Regions from separate parts of the Gossypium hirsutum genome. Here all the other regions are linked to region 3. Evidence: chromatin contacts called from public Hi-C data. All regions are on one chromosome and are shown on one strand. The core of a region is the stretch at or near the end of the contact, and the rest is flanking DNA. Distances in the headings are between cores, read along the strand shown.

Region 1 (3,353 bases), core at 13-2,512, 410 kb after region 3:
TGAGCCCGTGCAACAGAGGCAATGGTTAATCTTTCATCACTAGACCTGGATGTGACAGCAATATTTGCGACTTTAATTTTCAAATTCTGAGAATTTTATTTTAGTTCAGCTGGAGCATTATTGTTTAAATCGAATTAAACTGATTGGATCAGAACTGATTGGATCAGAAATTGATTGGGATACTAATTTGGAGAGAGAGATTAAACTGATTAATTTGTAAACCGGTATGAATCGATTGAATCAGCTTCAGAATTAGTTCTTTTAAAAAAAATTTCTTTTATGAATTTTTAATAATAATTTATTTAATTGAATTGATTGAACGGTAACCTATCCTGTTTTTACTATGAGCACATATCCTTGTGTGACATGGATGTCCTCCTTAGAAGCAAGCGTGGTAAAAAAAGAAAAACAGATCATATTTCTATGAGTTCATGATGATTATTCATTTTTTATATTGATTGCTTATTTATAAGGTGAGTGGAAGATTAAGGAAAAAAAGAGAGCTTATTTTAAGTTACTTTCCTCAGTTTTAAACAAAATTTTCAGAATTGAATCGGTGGTTGAATCGGTCAAGTAATTAGTTTGAGCAGTTTGATTAGTTTATATAATTTAATTACATTAATTATTAAAAAAAATTATAAAAATTAATTAAATATTGACATGTCATCCACGTGTATGTCGCTATGTCAACAAAGTTAACAGAAGCTAAATTTTTCATTCATTTTGGATGATTTGACAAAAAATGTAAATTTAAAAGTTAAAAAGATAAAAAAATTAAATGAAATTCTAAAATGATCTTTTTATATAAAGTTAAGAGGGCCAAAAATAATAATAATTATGCCTAAATTATATTATATCATGCGATAAACAAAGAGATGTAAAATTTTTATTTTGGATCAAATAAAAGAATTTTATTTATTAAATTTTGAAAGTTATAATCTTTGAAATTTTTTATAAATAATTTTTTTTTAATTTTATTTGATTGAGTTTGGATCTATTTTTTTTTTAATTTTATTATTGGCTTCAAGTGTTATTTGTAAAGAAATTAAATTTAATGGTCGTTAAAATTATAATACCTTATTTTAGGGTTTTTAAGTAAACCTAATCCCGATTTATAGGCGGTTATAATCTTAAAACTGATTTGGAGAATTAACTTTTGTATATTAATCTTAAATTTTAATAAGTTGATCATCAATTAGAAATTAGTTAACAGACTACTAGATTTAAATATTCTTTATTTTTAAAGTTGTATAACAGAAAACGATGGACCTTACGGAACACGATGGCAATGATGAAGGCAAACCAGCGAGTAGATCAACAAAGAAAGTTAGAATACGAGAAATCGAGGAAAATCAGGATGTCGCAATGGAAGCTACACAAGAAATTGGAAAATCTCTTTCTTGGAAAGACCGACTGATGGGCAGAGGGCTTTACTCGAATGAGAAAACAACAATCGCAATAGGTTTGGACGAAGATGAGGACTTTGAGTTATTGGAAGAAGACGTGGAACGTTCAACAATCGATGGCATTGCTTCGATTAAATTTTCTGATCGAATCAACCAAATCCTCATTAAACACATGGAATTCACAGTAGTAATTAAACTATTGGGGAGAAATATAGGTTATAATGCACTGCAAAACAAAGGTAAATTCGCTTTGGAAACCCTCTCAACCATTCCGGCTAATGGACGTGGAAAACGGGTATTTTCTAGCAAAATTCAAAAACTCAGAAGATTTTGAGAAGGCGTTGTGCCAAGGGCCTCGGGTTATTTTTGGTCAGTACTTAACAGTATAACCATGGACTATAGACTTCAACCCCATTCAACCGTACCCAAGCACAGTCATAGTTTGGATCTGACTTCCTAGATTACCTGGCCATATGTATAAATGGCAAGTTCTACGAGAAATCGGGGCGACGATCGGAAAAGTCGTAAAGCTTGATTTCAACACCGATAACGGTGTAAGAGGAAGATTTGCGAGGATGGCGGTTTTCGTTAATCTAGACAAACCCTTGATTTCTCATGTTATGATCAATGGTTTTACTCAACGAATCGAGTATGAACAACTCCTAATGGTGTGTTTCCAGTGTGGGCACTATGGACACACAAAAGAAATATGGCCCAAATGAGAGAAGGGATTAGAAGGATTTGGAGAAGGCAGTCCAGGAGATAAACCGAAACAGAGTCTCACCATGAGGGAAAATAAAGACGAGAACTCCAGTCGCGGTGGCTACGGCCGTGGATGCTTGTTGAAAAAAAGGCAAGAAAAACTGGCAAAGTAGGACGGAAGGTTGACGGAGGAAGCACAGCCGGGGCAGAAAGGAACTCAAGATTCCAGGTGTTGGAAACCCTAGATGACGATGGGTCTTCCAAAGCCCATGAAGAGGAAATAGAAAGTGGTACTTTACATATCCAACCAGGCCCTATCGTGTTGGGTCCAGGAAGAAAAGATGGCCCTATGCACAAGGACCAAATCTCGCACCACACTGACGGGTCAAAATTAAGAACCCAAGCTACAGACTCCTCTTAGACCAACAAAAATCCAGGCCAGAAAGGGGATATAATAAACCTACAAGGGCATTTAATTTCTAACAAAAGAGAGACCATTAATGCGGTTTCACGTAACCCAGTCCGGCAGCAAGCACTGAGTTTAGCAACAGTAACAGATGGGGTTAAACAAGATAAAGCTGGCATCGAAAATAAAATCAATTTATTTTCTGAATAAATTGCTGCAGGCTTTCAGGAGCTCCAGGTCAACAGCATCCAATCAAGTCCAATGGAAGCAACATCTAGGGCATCAAACATAGGAAGATCAGTCTCAAATTCCAGGAATGATTACAGAAAGGAATCGGACTCCTTGAGCAAAACAGAAATTCTGGAAAAATTAACTCAGGATCTTCCATCCATCCCTAATCCATCTTCAATAATTGAGTCTCCAAGCCACGACAACCATTCCAACTTAATAAATCCTGGAAAAAATATCGGAGAAACTATCAAAGATTGCCCTGCCCAATCAAGCCTGCGAACGATGCAAGAATCTATAAAGATTTCAACATCAGGCTTTCTTGATGCTGCTAAGCATTCAGCAGTTCTCTTTAAAGATGATAGTCAATCTACAACCAAAGGGCACACTCAGAAGAATCGAGCCAAAACAGGATTCCACCATGCAGAATTAACAGCAACTCGTGGCGTCCTAAAAGCAAGAAATTCTCGGAAAGTAAAAAACCTCAAAGTCAACAAAGAAAAAGGTAACCCCTTTAAGGTTTCTGCTTTAAAAAACTCACTATCTGATTCTATCATTAGTATGGTTGAATTACTGCAAACCCAAGTCCAACAAGGACTGGTAAATGAAAT
Region 2 (3,307 bases), core at 202-2,701, 340 kb after region 3:
GAGCTGTTGCAGAAATAATCTGACCATAACCAAGTGACTGGTAGAAACTCTACCATAAACCCAAATGTGTCAACAGCTCTAAAATGACTTTGACAAGAGAAAAAAAACCATATTATATCCCATGAATGATCATAATACAAAATGAACTACCAACACAGTGAGTGCTTAGACAGTCGAACTGTAGAATATAAACTGATTTCACTTCACTTGTTTTCTTTTCCCTCTTTAACATTGTCTTAATATGAATGTTTCAGGTTAAACTTCTTCTTGACAGAGAACTGTGCTAGATAATTATAGTAAAGGCACAAAGCTTATCCGTTTTCGACATTATTCAATCAGACTACAGCTGTTTGGTGTCTTCCATAGAATCAGAAATTTGTGCACAACCATCAAGTACCTAATCTTAATAACCTTCAGATGTAGCCCGCTTTATAACTAAGTATCCATAGATTGTGATACCTCTAGTTTAACATATCTTGAACTCAAGGCATTGATACATTGTAAAATGCACAAATCACGCTGCTAGAAGGCTTGTTTTACCTAATAGGGATTTTATCAAGTAAAAATTTGCCACATAATTGTTTCACATTGAATAAAATTTTAGAGCAACCCATTAAAATGGTTTTTGCTTTGGATAGATCTCTACCAAGTTTTGCAAAACAGAAGTAAGCTCAAGGGTCAAATGTATCCACTAGCAGACAGCAAAAATAGCAAACAAATAGAGCAGTATGCATCTGATAAAAGCCCAAGTTCATTGTTTAGACTGTGATGCAGATTTTCTGATGATCTCTTCGGAAGGAATCTCCAAAGTAGCTCCTGCATGCTCCTTACTCGGCTTCACCTCTGCAGCAATCAGCAACAGCGCTTATCATGACGAACCTTAACTAAGCAGTTAAGTAGTTGAAGAGAGAAAAAGTATTCTTACAAGAGGTCAAACAGACAATGCATCGAACAGGTGGTGATCATAGAATATGAGGCATTCATACAAAACGTGCATGTAAAATTGAATGGAAAACATGAAAAAAAAGATAAGTTACCGTAGCCGCCGCGTTCGTTGAGCTTGGCTTGAACAATCATGGTGGAAACGAAATGGGAGGCCTCCCGTGCTTCCTCGAGGAGTTTCTGGATCTCAGGCTCCGAGGTGACATGACGATTGGCTTCAAATTTCTGACGAACCTCAACGGCAGAGGCGTTCAACATCAAGGTGTCGCCGGCAAATGATTTGCGGGTGGCTCTTAGAAGAGCCCTATACGCGCTTAGTGCTTTTCCTCTTACCATCTTTCACTTCTCTCTCTCTCTCTCTCTCTCTCACTCGGAGTCTGCCTTCTAATTCTGCGCTGCTGCTTGCTTGCCAGAATTTGCTGCTACTAACTTCGAGACGCTGTCGTTTCTTCAACTATAATTATTTAAGATTTTGCACGCTACTAAAAAAAAAAAGAGTTAACTAACCTTTTTTCTTTAACAAGTTTTTCTTTTTTTAAATAATATTAAATATATATTTATAAAAAAATTATTGAACAAATTTTTTCAAAAAATAATTCCATTTATATATAAAATGTTAGAGATAAATCTCAAAACTATACATGAACTATGGTTTAATGTGCAATTGTATATATGAACTTCAATTTTTTGTAATTTTATACATGAAATTATGATTTAATCCAATTCTTGTAAATTATTAACACAATTATTGATATAACATCATTTTATGTTTATATATTGCATACATGAATAATTTATATTTATCCAATATAAAAATAAATTGATGTATTTATTTCTTTAAATGTGTATGATTAAATCAAAATTAAAGTTTGAAGTATACATTTGAACCACAATTAGAGTTTCATTTGTATAATTGCACCAAATTAAAATTCATGTATACAGTTGCACATTTAATAAAAGTTTATGTATAATTTTGAGATTTGTTCCTAAAATATTACAATCAAATGGAATAAGCCCTAAAAGTTGCTATACATTGGAAATTAAGTCAATATATATATATCAAAGGAAATGATGTCAATGCTTAACTAAAAGTTAAGTCATATCAACCATGGGAGTTAGGTGAGATCCAATGGGTTTCTCTTACATTACCCAATGGTTGACGGTTCGATACTCGCCTTAGGTATGGAGTGGCTTTAAAACTCGTGACTAATGTCTACCCCCTTAATGAGCCTACAGAACGTGAAGGATAAGTCACTGAATCGCTCTAGTGGATACTTGACCGCGTGCACGCATGATAAACAATTTTATAAAATAATTTAAATTTTCGATTTTAACTGCAAGCGGACAGTGTCGAGTTGTAATATTTATAATGTTCAATGGAACACCAGAGTTTTCTAAGGATCGAACCCAAAGGAGTTAGCGATTCAGTGATCCCTAATTAATTAACATGCAATTAAAGAAGTCTAGCTAACCACTCACTAAGCATTATATTACGGCAGGCCATACAAGAGATTAATTACACTAGTTTGCTAACTAATCAATAAAAAGGACCAAATTGTAAAATAGGTAAACTTATGAAATTAACAAATTAATAACAGACAACGGTTGGTTGACTTATGTGTTGCTAATTAACTTTTGGACTCGAGATCTAAACCTGTAACACCCCTAACCTACATCTGTCGTCGAAATAGGGTTTCGAAGCATTATCGATCAAACAGACATGATTTCAAAACATTTCATATCATATAATATTCAAGTCAAAATCAATCAAACTCATACATATTGTCTCTTATTCGAGCCCTTGAGGCCCAAAATACGTGATAGAAACAAGTTGAGACTAATTCGGAAACTCAAAAAAATTTTCGCAAAATATTAAAATTTTCAAAGCTGTAGGGTTCACACGGTCGTGTCCCAGCCTTTGTAACTCTCTGACTTGGGTTACACGGCCGAGCCACATGCCCGTGTGCTAGCCATGTGGACTCAAAATGTACATTAAACAACAAGTTTACCAGTCCTGCAAGCTTGGATAATAAGCAACTCAAAAATTATTCATTTAACTAATTCGAAACACGATCAAACACATCCAAAACATGTCAAATTCAATTTAATTTTCCTAATTCATGTTCATTCAAACATTAACTTAAACATGCCATAATATGACCTCAAACATAAACACATAATTATATGTATATAACCAACCAATATTAACTTATAATCTTATTACAATTAATTCACAAAATAACTATTAATAAGACACTCTAGGTACATGCCGGCACAGTTCAAAAGGATAAACATCACCATGTTTGAGTTCAGGATCGTTGTTGGATGCTGAATCGGTGATCAAAATTAAGTAACTAACCTGCGT
Region 3 (3,357 bases), core at 606-3,105:
CTTTCTGCTTACTCTGTATTCTGCCCATATACACGTTTATATACACTAAAGAAAGCCTTCACTGCTGTTAACAATTTACCAGTTTGTTAACTGCCTAACCACCTAACTAATCACACATTAATCACATGTGTATTCACATATTATAACACTAATATATTACCTGACTTTACACTATATTGACCATCAATAGCAAAGAGCGATATAAGTTTATCTAGGTGATGATGATTGAGACTAATCAAGATTTGCTATATCTATTCACAATCACTTGGTGAAAACAAACATTCAATCAATGGTCTGTTCCAAGACCACCCATCCACATTAAGCAAATCAAAAACTCAAATATTTTTTATACCAAGTAACAGAAGCGAATCAACATAAAAATTATCATCATTAATAAGCGTCGAATCATGATAAACTCTAATATCACACCCATTACCAACTCTCTATTGAATTCCGATATGCACAATATGACGTGTAACAATTAAACTTTGTCAAATAAAAGATTAATTGGTAACCTCATCAGCTTCAAAAAGACTACAACTCGAAAAATATTTAGCCTTAAAGAAACGACTAACTAAACTATTTGGATTTGAAACCAATCCACAACCTGCTTTCCCAATAACGCCAAGGTAAAACAATAAAAGTCTATAAATCCTATGTCGCCCCACTTCTTAGGGACGCATAGACGATCCCACATCGTCCAGTGAACTCCTTTACGACAATTTCAACTAGAACCCCCACCAGAACAAGTTCAACATTCTATGCAACTTAGCACATAAAGGCACAAGCAACAAAAACACACTCATGTTATACACGAGAACACATTGAGTAACATTCTTTATCAAGACCTTTTTACCTACCCAAGACAATAGCTTATTTTGCCAATGAAAAATGCATTTACTAATATGCTTCTTGATAAAAGCAAAGGCTTGCCACTTGTTACGACCCACCAACGAAGGAAGCTCGAGATAACGCCTATGATCAATAGGGCTATTAATGCCCAACATAGATTTAACCGAATCTTGAATGGTGCCACTAGTGTTTGAACTAAACATGATTCCTGACTTCACAAAGTTAATTGCTAGTCCTGACGTCGTCTCACAGAGTATCTCCTTACCACTGTACATTCAGAATCAGTGGCCCAAAAGAGCAAAAAATTGTCATTAGTAAATAAAGTGAGAAATATTGAGACATCGTTTACAACTAATATACCATGCAATTCACCTTGTGATTTTGAAGATGGTGTTATTTTATTCTCTAATAATTGATAAATAAATAAAATGTAAATCAACGAAATATAAATTATTTTGAAAAAAAATGTTTTTAAGGGTTAATTCTATAAAAGGTTTTCAAACTATCATTCAAATTTTAAATGAATTCTTAAACTTTAAAATATTATAATTGAATTCTTAAAATATTAATATTGTATCAATTAAATCTTTCTATAAGACTAATTATTAATTTGTTTATTAAATGCTACAATGAAGCACATTGAAAACACACAAATTAAATTCTACTCATTTTATAAACAAATTGAATCTAAAATATGAAAAGGGGCGTATCATTAAAATTTAAAAGGATTTATTTTATTTTATTTCTCAAAGAATCTGTTGGAATAAGTCTAGTAATTAATCATCAGTATTCTGTAGGTCTATTAAAGATAGATACTAAAAGAATTTTTTTTACATATTAAATAATGTAGTAATACATGATGTATTTTAAATGTAAAATGGACTTAAAAAATTTGATTAATATAATATTGATTATTAAATGATTAATATAATTAGCCAATTAACCCTGTTAAGCGTACACAAAGAATAATAGCTTAGTCACCGCTTCAGAAATTTGCGTCCCGATTTGTCTCATTTCCGGTTAACAACGTGCTCCAAGACAGCCAAATACCATGTGGCCCTTTCCTCCCTTAAAGTCAATCATTACTCATCACTCATCACTCATCACTCATTACTCATTAACCAAAGCGGCCAACCCCCCGACACGCACTCGGTAACAAGGCATCTCCTTTCCCCTCTTCTTCCTCCACTGTCCTCTTTCGCTGCCTAACCCAAACAAAGCAATGGCTTTCCTTCCGCCCACCGCCACTTTCACAGCCGCCCTCCTCCTCCTCTTCCTCCACACCCCACTGGCCACGTCATCCCCCCTCAACCTCACCGGCGACTCCCTTTCACCCTACGAAGTCCTCCAAGGCTACAACTTCCCCGTTGGGCTTCTCCCCCAAGGCGTCTTAAAGTACAAATTAGATGAATCCACCGGTCGGTTCCATGCCTACTTAGAGGGTTCGTGTAGCTTCTCACTGGAAGGGTCTTATCAACTCAAATACAAATCCACGATCAGCGGGATCATCTCCAACAACAGGCTCAAAAACCTGAGTGGGATCAGTGTCAAGATCCTGTTTTTATGGCTCAACATCGTGGAGGTTGTTAGAGATGAAGATGAGCTGGAATTTTCGGTGGGGATTGCATCTGCTAGCTTTCCTATTGACAACTTTTACGAGTGCCCACAGTGCGGCTGCGGATTGGATTGCGCTAATAGTAATGGGAAAGTAAGCAAACTTAGAATTAAGTCTTCTTTTCCTTCAATTTAGAGGAATTTGTGGGGGTAGAATAAATTAACTACAGAGGTTCATGAAAAACGGATTTGTATGAACCTTGGTTTAAATTGAATTGGGTTTTTAGTTAATCGAAATTGATGGACTCAACTTTTTTAATGGGTTTAGACCTTGAACTCATATTTATTTGTTGCTGTTTATGTGGTTGGTATTGGTTTCATCCTTTAAATGCTTGGTTTAGGGAAGAACTGATCAACCACACGTTAGTGATATGAGCAAGATAAAGCAAGATAATGTAGAATAGGTTAAAACATTAGTGCAACCCTTATTAATGCTACGAGCCAGATAGTTTAGAATGCTAAGACCATGTTAAACAGATCCCCATCCTGTTATTCTGCATTCTACTATAGAAGTTATTCACAAGATCATGTACTCTAAACAACTTCGGAACAGTGATTTCCTGTAACTATTAAGCTATGTTGATAAGATTCGTGGCTAAGCATCAAATATCGGGTATGAGTACAACACAGGCAGGTTGATGTTTTTCTAGTCTTTTTTCAGATATATATACTTCTAGGTTGATCTTAGTATCCTTATGTATCTGATATTTCAAGAAAAATGAAGAGTTGGAATGAGGTAAAGAGGGCAGAATGGAGGACTATAGCAGAGATCGCAATAGCAAATGCTGTGGGAACTGAAGTAGTCATTGAGGACTGGGGATAAGTAATATGTGGAAGTGAGAATTGTAATCAGAGCTTAGAATCACTATCCAAACTCGTTAAAACTTTTAA

What was found. Hi-C and Micro-C count contacts between places; a contact is called where the count stands out from the background.
Region 1: a contact with region 3 is called in a Hi-C map of leaf, with 1.6 times the contacts expected there. The contact joins the promoter of LOC107927789 here to the promoter of LOC107926652 in region 3. A contact is called at or near these places in 8 of 34 Hi-C or Micro-C datasets (callus, leaf and petal).
Region 2: a contact with region 3 is called in a Hi-C map of leaf, with 4 times the contacts expected there. The contact joins the promoter of LOC107927460 here to the promoter of LOC107926652 in region 3. A contact is called at or near these places in 2 of 34 Hi-C or Micro-C datasets (callus and leaf).

Annotation. Positions count from the first base shown.
Region 1 is chrA08:16,759,455-16,762,807 of Gossypium_hirsutum_v2.1, reverse strand. It overlaps LOC107927789 (phytochrome A-associated F-box protein), which reads left to right and starts at 1,262. Exons shown (of 2, transcript XM_041074767.1): 1 at 1,262-3,247. It overlaps LOC107927694 (NADH dehydrogenase [ubiquinone] iron-sulfur protein 5-B), which reads left to right. Exons shown (of 2, transcript XM_016858832.2): 2 at 1-103.
Region 2 is chrA08:16,823,950-16,827,256 of Gossypium_hirsutum_v2.1, reverse strand. LOC107927460 (mitochondrial zinc maintenance protein 1, mitochondrial) reads right to left here and starts at 1,451. Exons shown (of 2, transcript XM_016858554.2): 1 at 1,038-1,451; 2 at 535-843. The coding sequence starts at 1,278. The coding sequence ends at 752. It overlaps LOC121204607 (a long non-coding RNA gene), which reads left to right and starts at 18. Exons shown (of 2, transcript XR_005899757.1): 1 at 18-157; 2 at 255-358.
Region 3 is chrA08:17,168,042-17,171,398 of Gossypium_hirsutum_v2.1, reverse strand. LOC107926652 reads left to right here and starts at 1,855. Exons shown (of 1, transcript XM_016857574.2): 1 at 1,855-2,725. The coding sequence starts at 2,075. The coding sequence ends at 2,602.